2 separate regions of the Gossypium hirsutum genome follow, and region 1 is linked to region 2. The links are chromatin contacts, called in public Hi-C maps. All regions are on one chromosome and are shown on one strand. Each heading gives the region's core, a stretch centred on a gene start, on an enhancer-like site or on the middle of the called end of the contact. The rest is flanking DNA. Distances are from core to core; before and after follow the strand shown. Region 1 holds the start of LOC121211442. Region 2 holds the start of LOC107898975.

Region 1 (5,963 bases), core at 1,746-4,245, 190 kb before region 2:
ATGCATTTTTTTTGGAATTTTTGGTTTTTAGAAAATTTAGGGATTTTTTTTTGCATTTTTATGATATATTTTTATATTTTTTAAAAAAACAAGTTTTTTAAGTAAAATACCATAAAATTCTTGAAAATTTTCATGAAATTCTTAAATTCTCTAAAAACCCTAAAATTCCAAAGAAAATTTATTTTTTAAGAAATTATTTATTTTATTTTATTTTTTAAATTTGCATACTTATAACTTTACAATCTTTTTATGATTTTCAAAAATAGATTAAGATTATTTTAGAGTGTGTTTGGATGAAGAATTTTAAATTTTTTGAAAATTTTAAAATGCTAATATTTTAGAATTCATTAATTCAAAATGCTAGCATTAATAATTGGTTTTTTGGATAAATAATTGATTTAAAAAAAAATTAGGTTGCTGAAATTTCACAAATTATAAAAAAGAATTAATTATATTAAAAATAAAAAATGTAAAAAAAATCAATATGGATATCATTGTTTTTGTAAAAAATTATAAATATTTTTAATAAAATAAATCTTAAAAATATATATTAGAATAAATAAAAATGATTTTTGAAATTGATTTTTTTATTTTATAGTGTAACCATGTTTATTACATAAAATAAATTTAGGAGGAATTTTGAAAACGAGCTAGAATTTGAAAAAAAGAAATTGAGCTATTGAAACTCTTTCTTGAAATTAATCACTAATTTTGAAATTGTTTGATATTTTTATCCAAAATAAGTAATTCATTTTTATGATTTAGAAAATATTGATGTAAATGAAATTTCTCCTTAGTGTTTTTTTTTTATTTATAAATATTTCATCCAAACACACCATTAGTTTGTTTTTTAAAATAATTCTCAATGTCATGCCCCAAAAAATAAGCAGTTAATTGAAATAAATAATCAAGCAATTGATGTAGGTTTTATGGTTAAGTAGTTGGTACACTTCCTAGTTCTAGGTTATATTACTCCTCTCTCATTTCTTTGTTTTTATTTATTTATTAGTAAATTAGAATGAAAAATCACACTAAAACAAACATTATTGGGAGTGAATATTTAGTAAGTATGGGCAACAAGTTAATGATTAAGCTTGCTTTTTGTCCCATTGCATACTTGAGTTCGAGCCACCCCATCCTCAAAACCGTTTCTTTCAAATTTTTCTTTAAATTTTGGCCCAAAACTTTAAGAAAATTACTCCTGCTGCCCTAGGATTCCTAAGCCCTAGATATTTAATCCAACTTTCCCCAATTGAACTAGAATTTTGTTTCCTCTTCAAACCCAAATAGAATTTTCTTTCTTTCCTTTCTTTTACATCATATTTTACATATTTTGCTGCTGAAATTAATTTTGCTTTCCATATTTTACTGCACCCAATTTCACTGTAGATTTTAGGTCATTCTCCTAAATAATCTGATATTTAATTTTTTTTTAATATTATAGAATTAGTTTAAAAAACAAAGAGTCCAGAAATGAGCAAAAAGTGGAGACGGTAATTTAATCAAGGAATGATCCATGTATCCATATTGATGGAGGCATACGATCCGCCATTTGCACAGTTCATCTGAAGATCAAAGATGATTTCGTTTGTCATTGGGTTGTTCTAACTAGGTTCTTAAGACACCAAACTTTTGGGTTTAGTTGGCCTTAGGAACCTGAATTTTGTATGGGCTTTTCCGTGACTATACATATTGAGAACTCACTCCATCACGTCAAAGCCACACAGGTTTCAACCAATTAATAGAGTAGAAACAAAGTTTGTTTTTCAATCTTGACGGACCAGATCATGTTCTTCTTAAATGATGTCTGTATGAATACAATAGAGTATTCTTCAGACTTCAAACCATGGATCATCATTTCAATTCTTCTCAACGGTGTCAGATTCTGTTCTTTTCAATCTTGAAGGACCAGATCATGTTCTTCCTAAATGATGTCTGTATGAATACAATAGGGTATTATTCGGACTTCAAACCATGGATCATCATTTCAATTCTTCTTAACGGTGTCAGATTCTGTTCTGATAAATGGTGAGGAGATGAGATCTATTCAGCTCAGTCAAGGTTTGCAACTACAATCTATTTTTCATAAAAGCCAATAATACACAAAGAAAGTAAGAAGCCCCGTTGGCATGACATGGTTACCACCATTTTAAAGTGGAAGGAATGGATCAGATTTTCAGTTTTGTATAAGGTTAAGGGGCTCCTTAATTTTATCTGCATTTCTTCTCTGGGCTTTACAACAATTTTGTAGGCTTCACATAATATAGAGCAATAGCTGCCTGCTATTAAGCATTTCAATCTCCTCCTTTCGGAAGCACCAAGCCAGTGTTAATAAATACAGAAAAATCTACTTTTATAGATGTGGTTAAGCATTTATATCCATATGTATCAGTTATCAGTTCACACAGTATCAAGTACGTGTTTTGTTTATTACCAACTTTTATGTTTTTTTTTTAAATTTTGTTTACATAATTATGATTTTTTTAATTTATAAATATGTGTTTTTGTTATGAAATATTTATGTGGATGTCATTATCAACCCCATAAGTTATAAAACTCTTCCTATACCCCATAAGTTATGAGATTTTTCCTATACCCTATTAATATGGGAGATAAAAGGTCATGACCCTTTACATGCCCTATAATAATTAGAGAGTTACTTTTAACCCCTATATATATGAGGCTCATATACTCATGAAAATATATATATATATATATAAAGATACACTCTCTTTTCTATATTCTCTCTACACTCTTTCTTCTATCACATTTTAGTTTATTCTTTCTTTATTATTTCACAACACATTATCAGCACGAGTCTCTAATACAAGAAATCAAGGCCAACAAATTTTTCCTTAAAGATTGCCGAAGGACGCTTAGGTGAAGTAATGGTAACAAGTTGATCTATTTCATTTGCATATGTGTTATTTCATTTGCATATTAACATGCTTTATTTTACATTATGGACTTGTATATTTTGTCTTATAGTTTATAATGTCAAATCTTACAAAACTCGAATTTGTGGATCTGGACATCACTGGAAATAACTATTTATCATGGGTACTAGATGTTGAAATTCACTTAGATGCAAAGGGTCTTAATGAGACTATTAAGGAGGGAAATGAAGAAAGTACACAAGATAAGGCCAATGCGATGATTTTCCTTCGCTATCACCTCCATGAAGGTCTAAAGACCGAATATTTGACTGTTAAGGACCCTCAAATTCTTTGGGCCAATCTAAAGGAAAGATATGACCATCATAAAATTGTGATTTTGCCTAAAGCTCGTTATGAGTGGCTGAATTTAAGATTGCAAGACTTTAAGTCTGTTAGTGATTATAACTCGGCCATGTTCAAAATCACTTCACAATTGAATTTATGTGCAGAGAATATTACTGATGCAGAAATGTTAGAAAAAACATACTCAACTTTCCATGTAAATAATGTTGTCCTGCAGACACAATATCGTGAAAAAGGCTTCCAGAAATATTCTGAATTAATTTCTTGTCTCCTAGTGGCGGAGCAAAACAACGAGCTGCTAATGAAAAACCATGAATTACGCCCAACTGGCTCTACTCCATTCCCTGAAGCGAATGTGAGTTTACATAATGGGCAAGAATTAAAAGAAACACACCATGCAAATAGTAGTGTGCGTGGCCGTGGCCGTGGTCGTGGCCAAGGGCGTGGCCGCAGACATAGATATGGATATGGTCGAGGTGGTCATTTTAAAAATTCACATTCCTACCAGAAGTGGGATCGGAAAAATGGTAACAGTGAAAAGAAAGAAAAAGGTGAAAATGTGACTCATGTATGCTATAGTTGTGGAGGAAAAGGACATTAGTCTCGTATGTGTCGCACACAAAAGTATCTAGTTGATCTTTATCAGCAGTCCATAAAACAGAAGGGAAAGAAAGTAGAAACCAATCTTGTGTATAAAGATGGCGAAGGTGATTTTGATGATGGCAATGCAACCCATTTAGAAGTGGCTGATTTTCTTTCTACCCCTGAAGGAAATTATTAAGGCCACAAATTTCGATAAATAATAAAATAAACCTCTACTACTCTATGTTTCACTTAGCAACTTTAATAATGATGTTATGACCTTTACTAGTGCTATGTTTTATGTGATAATTTTGTTTTATAGACCTTTTAGTAATTTGAACTTTGAATACCTATTTTAACCATTATGTGTGACATTTTGTGGTTATGTTGTTTCTTTGAAGAACATAATCTCGCAAAGGCAATCAGCTATGAATGGTGAAAATATATGTCTAGCAGACAGTGCAACTACTCACACCATACTGAAAGACAAGAGATATTTTTCTCATTTAATAATGAAAGAAGAAAGTGTGAGCACTATATCTGGTAGTACAACTTTTATAGAAGGCTCCGGAAGAGCAATTATTTTATTACCAAGGGGAACAAAAATTGAAATTATTAATGCATTATACTCCCCTAAGTCTCAAAGAAATTTATTGAGGTTTAAAGATATTCGCCAAAATGGATATCATATTGAGACTTTAAACGAAGGAAATTGTGAATTCCTTCAAATTATGAGTATTGCTCAATGCAATAAACAAATTGTTGAGAAATTGCCTGCATTCTTTACTGGTTTGTACTACACAAAGATCAGTTCTATAGAAACACATGCTATAGCAAACCAGAAGTTTACTAATGACTTTGTTCTTTGACATGACCGGTTAGGCCATCCCGGTTCAATAATGATGCGAAAAATAATTGAAAATTCATGTGGACATTCATTGAAGAGCCAGCAGATTCTTCAAAACATTACATGTGCTGCATGTTCACTGAGGAAATTAATAATCCGACCATCACCAGCTAAGATAAATAATGAACCACTTACTTTTCTTGAGCGAATTCAAGGGGATATATGTGGGCCTATACATCCCTCATGTGGACCATTTAGGTACTTTATGGTTTTAATCGATGCATCGAGTAGATGGTCTCATGTATCTTTGTTATCAACTTGCAACCTGGCGTTTGCGAGATTGCTTGCTCAATTGATTCGATTACGAGCCCATTTCCCAGATTTTCCTATTAAGACCATCCGTCTTGATAATGCTGGTGAATTTACTTCTCAGTCTTTTAATAACTATTGCATGTCCATTGGAATAAGTGTTGAACATCCTGTAGCTCATGTTCACACACAAAATGGTCTAGCAGAATCTTTAATAAAACAACTTCAATTGATAGCAAGGCCATTACTTATGAAATCAAAACTCCCAATCACTGCTTGGGGGCATGCAATTTTACATGCAGCTGCATTAATTTGCATCAGGCCAACAAGTTATCATAAAGTCTCCCCCTTACAAATAGTTCATGGTCAGGAATGAAATATTTCCCATCTAAGAACATTTGGATGTGCCGTATATATTCCAATTGCTCCACCACATAGAACTAAGATGGGACCTCAAAGAAGGTTGGGTATATATGTTGGATTTGAATCCCTATCCATAATTAAATATCTAGAACCATCTACAGGGAATCTATTTACGGCTCGTTTTGCAGATTGTCATTTTGACGAGTCAATTTTTCCAACATTAGGGGGAGAAATCAAACAGCTGGATAAGAAAATTAGTTAGAAAGAGTTGTCATTAGCTCATCTAGATCCTCGAACTAAGCAATGTGATTTAGAAGTTCAACAGATTATTCATTTACAAAGTTTAGCTAATGAATTGCCAGACGCATTTTCTGACCCAAAGAAAGTGACTAAGTCACATATACTAGCTGTAAATGCTCCAATAAAACTTAATGTCCCAGAAGGACAAAATCTAGTTGCTATTGAATCTAATACACGCCTGAAGCGTGGTAGACCAATTGGTTCTAAAGATAAGAATCCTTGAAAAAAGAAAGGAGCAAAGATTAATGATGGTGAAATCAAAGAAAAAATGATTATACCAGGATCTCCTGAAGAGACTATAGACATGATTGGAAGAATAGTTT
Region 2 (6,621 bases), core at 3,995-6,494:
TATAAGTTTCCAGCAAATCAAGTTATTAAAACACAATAAGGTAGGAATCTAAAAATCCAGAATATGAGACAAAAAGCTCAGGTACAAACGGCTGAATCTTGGCACTAGCCCGAGCAGCTCTAGAGAGGTATCACATAGCCTACAAATATTCAGTTTTAGCACGTTGACCAGGTACGTTGAATACTCCTTCAATAAACTCTGCTTCCCTTAAACTTTTCTTTTGTTATATTTTGTTGACTTAGACAAATTTTCCATCTTGCAAATCATTAACAGTTCACCTTAGACCTATCTTTCACCCAACCCTCAAAATTGACATCACCAATGTTTAATGAAATAATAATTGATGTTTGTTGACTGGATTGGATAAAAAAAATTATTAACCGAATAAATAGATTTCCTTGTAGGGTACCATCAAAATACCAAGTATGAAATTGAACATATGAATCGAAATGGAGTGCAAAACAAAGAAGCAAAAGGTCAACAATTATTGAAATAATCTTTAGATGGTTTATGTAATTGTCGTCTTTGTGGAGTTACGTAACCAGCATCCCTTTGTATACTCATCTCCACTTAGCCTTGTAAGTAATTTGGGCTTGAAAGGAAGGCTTCATTTAAGCAGTAAGTAGAAAATTTTTGTGGAGAGTGGGTTTTGAACCCAGCCCATTCGGACCACGCTTTAGATCAACTCAGCTATCTTGGTGGTTTCAGACTTTCTTATTTAAATATTTTATTGCTTAATATCTTAAGAAGTTTTAACCTTTGAGTTTATGGGTTTAACAATTTTTGAGTTTTTCATTTTTAAAATAAATTTTTAGATTCTGAATAAAAATTTAATGAGTTTTTTAAATTTAAAAAAAATAATGTTTTAAATTTATGGAAGAAACAAAATATAAAAAAGTGAAGTTTTAATTTAAATAAACTCCCAAAATCATCAACAACTCTTCATCTTTGTTGTGAAAGGGAAGTGCAAAGTCAGTAGATTTTGTTTATTTACCTTTAATTTAATTGTATTTTAATAATAACAAAACTACAATTTTATTAAAATAGGTGCTTTTACAATTGCATTAAACAAACATCTTCAACATGTTTTATATATAATATATATATAATAAATAAAGCTAATGTCTCATTGTATTAGATAATTCTTATAAATTGAGAATTCTATTAAAATGGAAATATGTTTCTCCATCGTATTGAAAAATAGTTTTTTTTTATTATAAAAAAACGTGATTCACACAAAAAAAAAATTTGTCGCTTTTATCAACTTGGGTTTGATTTTGTTTTGATGGAAATCTAGATTTGATTTCTCAAGAGAAAAAAAAAAGATAAGGAATGGTAGTGGATTCCATTAAAAAAAAAAAGAATGGTAGTGGATTTAATTTTTTAAATATTTTCATCATAATTTTTAATATTTTTTAAAAAAATAGCACTATTGTTAATTTTTTTTAAAAGTATCAAAATAATGTTTTAGTTATAATTTAAGGATTAAATTAATTATTAACTCTTTAAATTAATGTGTCAGGTCATCTCTTTAACGGAAGTTAACGGACCAGTCACTAAAATATAATAACTTGATAACATTAATAACTATTATGTTAATTTTGAAAGTTAGGTGATTGAAATATAATTTAAAACAAAAGTTTAAGGAAAGTTGGCATGGTTTACCCTTCTAATTATTATAATAATCATAATAATCATCTTTGGGACTTTGTTTAGCTTATGAATATTGTAAATTTTTAGATAAATATACTTTTTGATACTTGTATTTGGCTTCAATAATCATTTTGGTATTTATGTTCTTTTTGGTCAAATTGGTGCTTATGTTCGGTTTTCATTACACAAAATAATACCCAGAATTAATGATGTTAATTTTTTTAAGATAGATATACTTTTTGGTACCTATTTTTTTTCTTTGATTTTTATTTTGGTACCTCTATTTTTTTTTGTTCAACTTGAAATTTCTGTTACTCAATATTTTACCTGAAACTAATGGCGTTAACTTTTTCATGTTCTCTTGTAATTATTGGACACAAGATAAATATAATGGTTTGAATTTAAATTATTAAATTAGAAAAACTTTTCATGTTCTCTTTTAAATATTTCACACGTGAAAAATCAAATGGTTGGAATTTAAATTATTAAATTTAAAAGTTTTTTTTTTGTTTAAAATTACATAATTACCTCCAAATTATATAGTTACTAAATGAGTTTTTACTCAAATGCATTTATCAACTCAAGATTTAAACAGAACATTTTCATACACCAAAATTATAACTTTTTCTGAATATACATTTAAAAAAAAATAGTTGCCGAACATATTAAAAATAAAATATTTTTTAATAAACATGAAATCGTATTGGCATTCGAATGTTTTTGTTGAATGAAATCTATTTTTCATCAATTTTTAAAAATCATTTTCTTTAAACAAAATATACTCTAATATTTTTAGGTAATATTATATCTTATGTAAATATAAATATTATTTTTACAAAGTATACTTTTATAGAAGATAAAAAAAAATACATGAAGATAAAAAAATTATAAGTTTTTACATAAAATAATTTTTTTATAATTTTACAAATTTATTTTTGATAATTTTTTCATCATTGCCACGTGTCAAATGTTCATTAGACCACATAGAAAAATTAACATTGTTAATTTCGAGTACCACTTTGTATAACGGAAACCAAACATAAGTTTCAATTTGGAAAAAAAAAACATAAGAACCAAAAAGTGTTGAGGCAAAATGAGTGAGTTACTGAGTGGCACTCAACAATGTCAACTACAAACTGCTATTGGACTAATTAAAAAAAGTTTGTTTTATTTGATTTGACAATTCAATGAGGAAAATTTTTGGATATGTTAATATGTTGTTTTATTGAAACTACTTTGATCCATCTATAGAAATCAATCCTTGACATTTGAAGATTGGTTTGGATTCGTGTGAATCAATTAACTGCTTGGAATGTAAAGATTTGATCGAGGTGGTGTTGTTGATTTTGGAGATACGATTGATTGTGCTTTGATTGTTTATTGATATAATAGCTATTTTCAAGGAGTTACTTTGTATTAACTTAGATTTTATGTTAACAAGCGAAAATTTATATATGCTTGGAGGCTTGTCTAGGTTTTGTAATGAGAGCTTATTAAGTGCATTCTAATTTGTTCATCGTGGAACTATCTTGGGAGAGTGTGCAATCTGAATTGTAAATATTGTTGAGTGTTTACCGCCCAAGTTCTCAGGGGAGGTGAATGTTCTAATCTTTAAGTACAAAAGGAAGATCCCTATACAAGGAGAGAGTGATAGAGTGTGAATCACTTGCTGTATTGTGGATTAAAGATAGTAGAACTACTAATTATGTTAAGCTTCGCAGATGTAGGAAAACCGAACTACGTAAACAAAATTTAATGTTCTTTATTTGGTTTGCACAATTTTTACAATATCAAATCGTAATGGCTACTGCAATCTAATATTTATATTACAATTTTCATTTTAAGCAAATAAGTAAATTAATAATTAAAATAAAATAGGATATAAAAATAGTAAAATGTTGTGTAAGACTTATGACAATAATAAACATAAAAAACGTGACGACTTTGGCATTGTATAGCAAGAATGGATTTCCAATAAAGTAGAGCCAACAGCTGCCTTCTTCTTTCTTTCTTTCTTTCACATCTCCAGATTTCTTTACACAAAACCCCCACGTGTCCAAATATAAAATGGTTGCATGGCGTTTTTCTCTTAGGTTTCCACAACTCTTCCTTTTCTTGTTATTTCTTTACCTAATAATGCCTTCATCTTAACTACTTCTTCCGCCTGACTTAGAATTTTTTTTGATTTTTTCATCTTATATTTGAGATTCGGGATTCTCTCTTAATAATTTTATTTATTAAAATTATAGATTCTTTTTGTTGCATTATAATTAATTTAATTACAAACTAAATTAAATATTAAATAAGTATCTATTAATGCATCCATATACGTTTTTTATTAAGATTATTAGAAAATATCTAATAGATAATTACCATATAAGGATAATGGAAATGTGGCAGATGAAAGCTTGAGTTAATAGTAAGGAAAGGTCCAAGGAGCTTTAAGATTTTATGTTCAATATTCTTTATGTGAGGTATGGGAAATCCAATTAATTCCCGAGTAAAGCTTCAAATATAGGACATATCTTTTCTATTAGATTTTTTTAATATAATATAATATTTAAATCTATTTAACATATTGTCGAGCAAAATGTGTGCCACAATGGTGTATATGAGTTTGTGCGCTTCTCTAAAGTCCAAGAATTTTAGCACCCACTTTAAATATACAAGATTTCATTATTTATCATGCATTAGGAGACTTCTGATAATCATAAAGATGTACGCCCAAGAGTTTTGTTCTTTTTCAACTTTATTCAATTCCGCATTGAGCCCACCAAAATTTCTTTTCAACCAGTTCATATCTATCTGAGCTCTATAAATCGTGTCTGGAACCTTCCCTAAAAGATTTTTGCATATATCTTTTTAATCGGCTGCGACATCTAACCCAGTCACTATCGGCCAATCCACCATTAACCTGAGTTGTAACTACATGTACTCGAGTGTGATAGTACACTCGCCGCATGGAAGATGAAATGTTTGCATCTTGAGTCTCCACCTTTCCACCAACACGCTTACAAGTGTGGCATCCAATTTATACTCCTACTCGTACGTGCCACATGTAAAAATCATGCATCTCTCCAATGTGGTTCAATTAAAGACATTGGAGGAGCAAGTCAAATACAAATATATGTTTCTGAAATCTGATCTTCCGATTATATATATAAAAATACAAAATATCAAATTTCAATATAACAACAAAATATTTAAATTAAATTAGATTAAATATAAAAAAAACCCTTACCATTTGCAATTGATCGACCGAAATGTGCTCGCCATCCAAACAAATTTGAGAGAGATTTAAGAATGTGAGAGAAAGATTAATTGAGATTGATTTAAAAAATGAATAGAATTAAGGGTTTAAATAGAAAATAAAGACTAATATTTGGATGGGGTTAAACGGCTATTGAAATAGCCGCTGGGGTGGGGAGTCGTTGGTTATGAAAAAATTTCGGTCTAATCCTGTAATTTTTTAAAAAATCTACTTAAATTCATTTTTCTATAAAAAACTTTTGGATATTTAAAAAAAAAACTTTTCAAAAAGAAAATTTGGGGACGTCCTTAATTGCTAGTGGCGGTCCATCATCTCCAAAGAAGCGAAGGGAAATAAGCAACGTCAGGCAATCCGCAAGCCCAAGCTCTAGGCTACCCGGTCAAAATAAAAATCAATTTCGGCTAAGCACTAACGTCAAGAACTCAAACCCTCAAAGCATCGAATACGTGTATAATTTCCACACCACTTCTTTCCTTTATACTCTTCCCACCAAGAAAAAGATCTCACAATTTCCTCTTTCCTTTTATCTCTTCCTTCCCTCCCCTACTATCCATCTTTAGACGTTATGGTTCCCATCGTGTTGACCCAGATGGCTACCGGTTTGGGTGTATTGGCCGGGGCCGTTTTTGTCAAATCGGTCATGGACCAGAAACCCATGGCCGGACCGTTCCAGAGATGCCCCACTTGCAACGGCACAGGGCGTGTCTCGTGTATTTGTTCCCGCTGGTCGGATGGCGATGTCGGTTGTCGGACTTGCTCGGGGTCGGGTCGCAGGGCTTGTAGCAGTTGCGGCGGATCAGGTACGGGCCGCCCCATTCCGGTCCAACTCATTGTGCGTCAACCAACCAATCGAAGCTTCTAATTATCGAGATTTTGCTGTCCTTGAATCACGACAGTCGTAAGAACTCTTAGCTTACTATAAATTGATCTATATATATATATTTTTAGGAATTTTATTGTGAAATATATATATGAGAGTGGAAGAGAGAGATAGGGGAGGTTAGCATCTTAAAATCTTGTATTGCAATCACTCTATTCAGATTCTTATCAAACTTCAAACTGAATTTATAGCTTGCTTACCTGTATGGTATTTCTTGATGATTTTAACTACGCTTAAGCTAACTAGTTTTTTAATGCAAAATTATAGTGCTTTTTTTTTTCGGAAATTAGAGAATTATTTGTAAAGAAATTCATCCTTGGCAAGAATTCGAATTCCATGAGTTATATAAAATGGGTCTTCCTATCAGCATTTGAATTATTAAAAAATTATAGTTGAAAAGTTCTTTTTCTTTTCTTCTTTATATATTGTGAAGTGAAGTTGACGAATTCAAGTGAAGAATGAAAGATTAAGAAGCAAAAATAATGCACCACATTGTGGGATGTTTGGATATTGGTAGTTGTTTCTAAAATTCATTTGGTGGGGAATATAATAATGCACAAGAATGCCAAACTTGTTGCTCTAGTAATTAAGATTTATAGATATTTACTATTTAAACTATTTGTTTTTTTTTTATGGAAGAAGAGCTTAATATAAGATTTGTTGCATGGCAACTTATCAGGGCATGCATGATGGCGCAGACATTGAAATGGCCTAATAGGCTTAAATCTTAATGCTGAAAAGCTGATGCTTTTGTTGACCAAGTATCCACATAATGCAGACTAGCTGAGTGGTCTCAAATATTAGGGAGGGATGCTCA

Evidence for each region. Hi-C and Micro-C count contacts between places; a contact is called where the count stands out from the background.
Region 1: a Hi-C map of leaf shows a contact between it and region 2, with 4 times the contacts expected there. The contact joins the promoter of LOC121211442 here to the promoter of LOC107898975 in region 2. A contact is called at or near these places in 9 of 34 Hi-C or Micro-C datasets (hypocotyl, leaf and petal).

Annotation. Positions count from the first base shown.
Region 1 is chrA12:91,374,072-91,380,034 of Gossypium_hirsutum_v2.1, reverse strand. LOC121211442 reads left to right here and starts at 2,995. Exons shown (of 2, transcript XM_041084209.1): 1 at 2,995-3,807; 2 at 3,901-4,020. The coding sequence starts at 2,995. The coding sequence ends at 4,020.
Region 2 is chrA12:91,188,324-91,194,944 of Gossypium_hirsutum_v2.1, reverse strand. It overlaps LOC107898975, which reads left to right and starts at 5,244. Exons shown (of 2, transcript XM_016824554.2): 1 at 5,244-5,822; 2 at 6,484-6,621. The coding sequence starts at 5,490. The coding sequence ends at 5,786.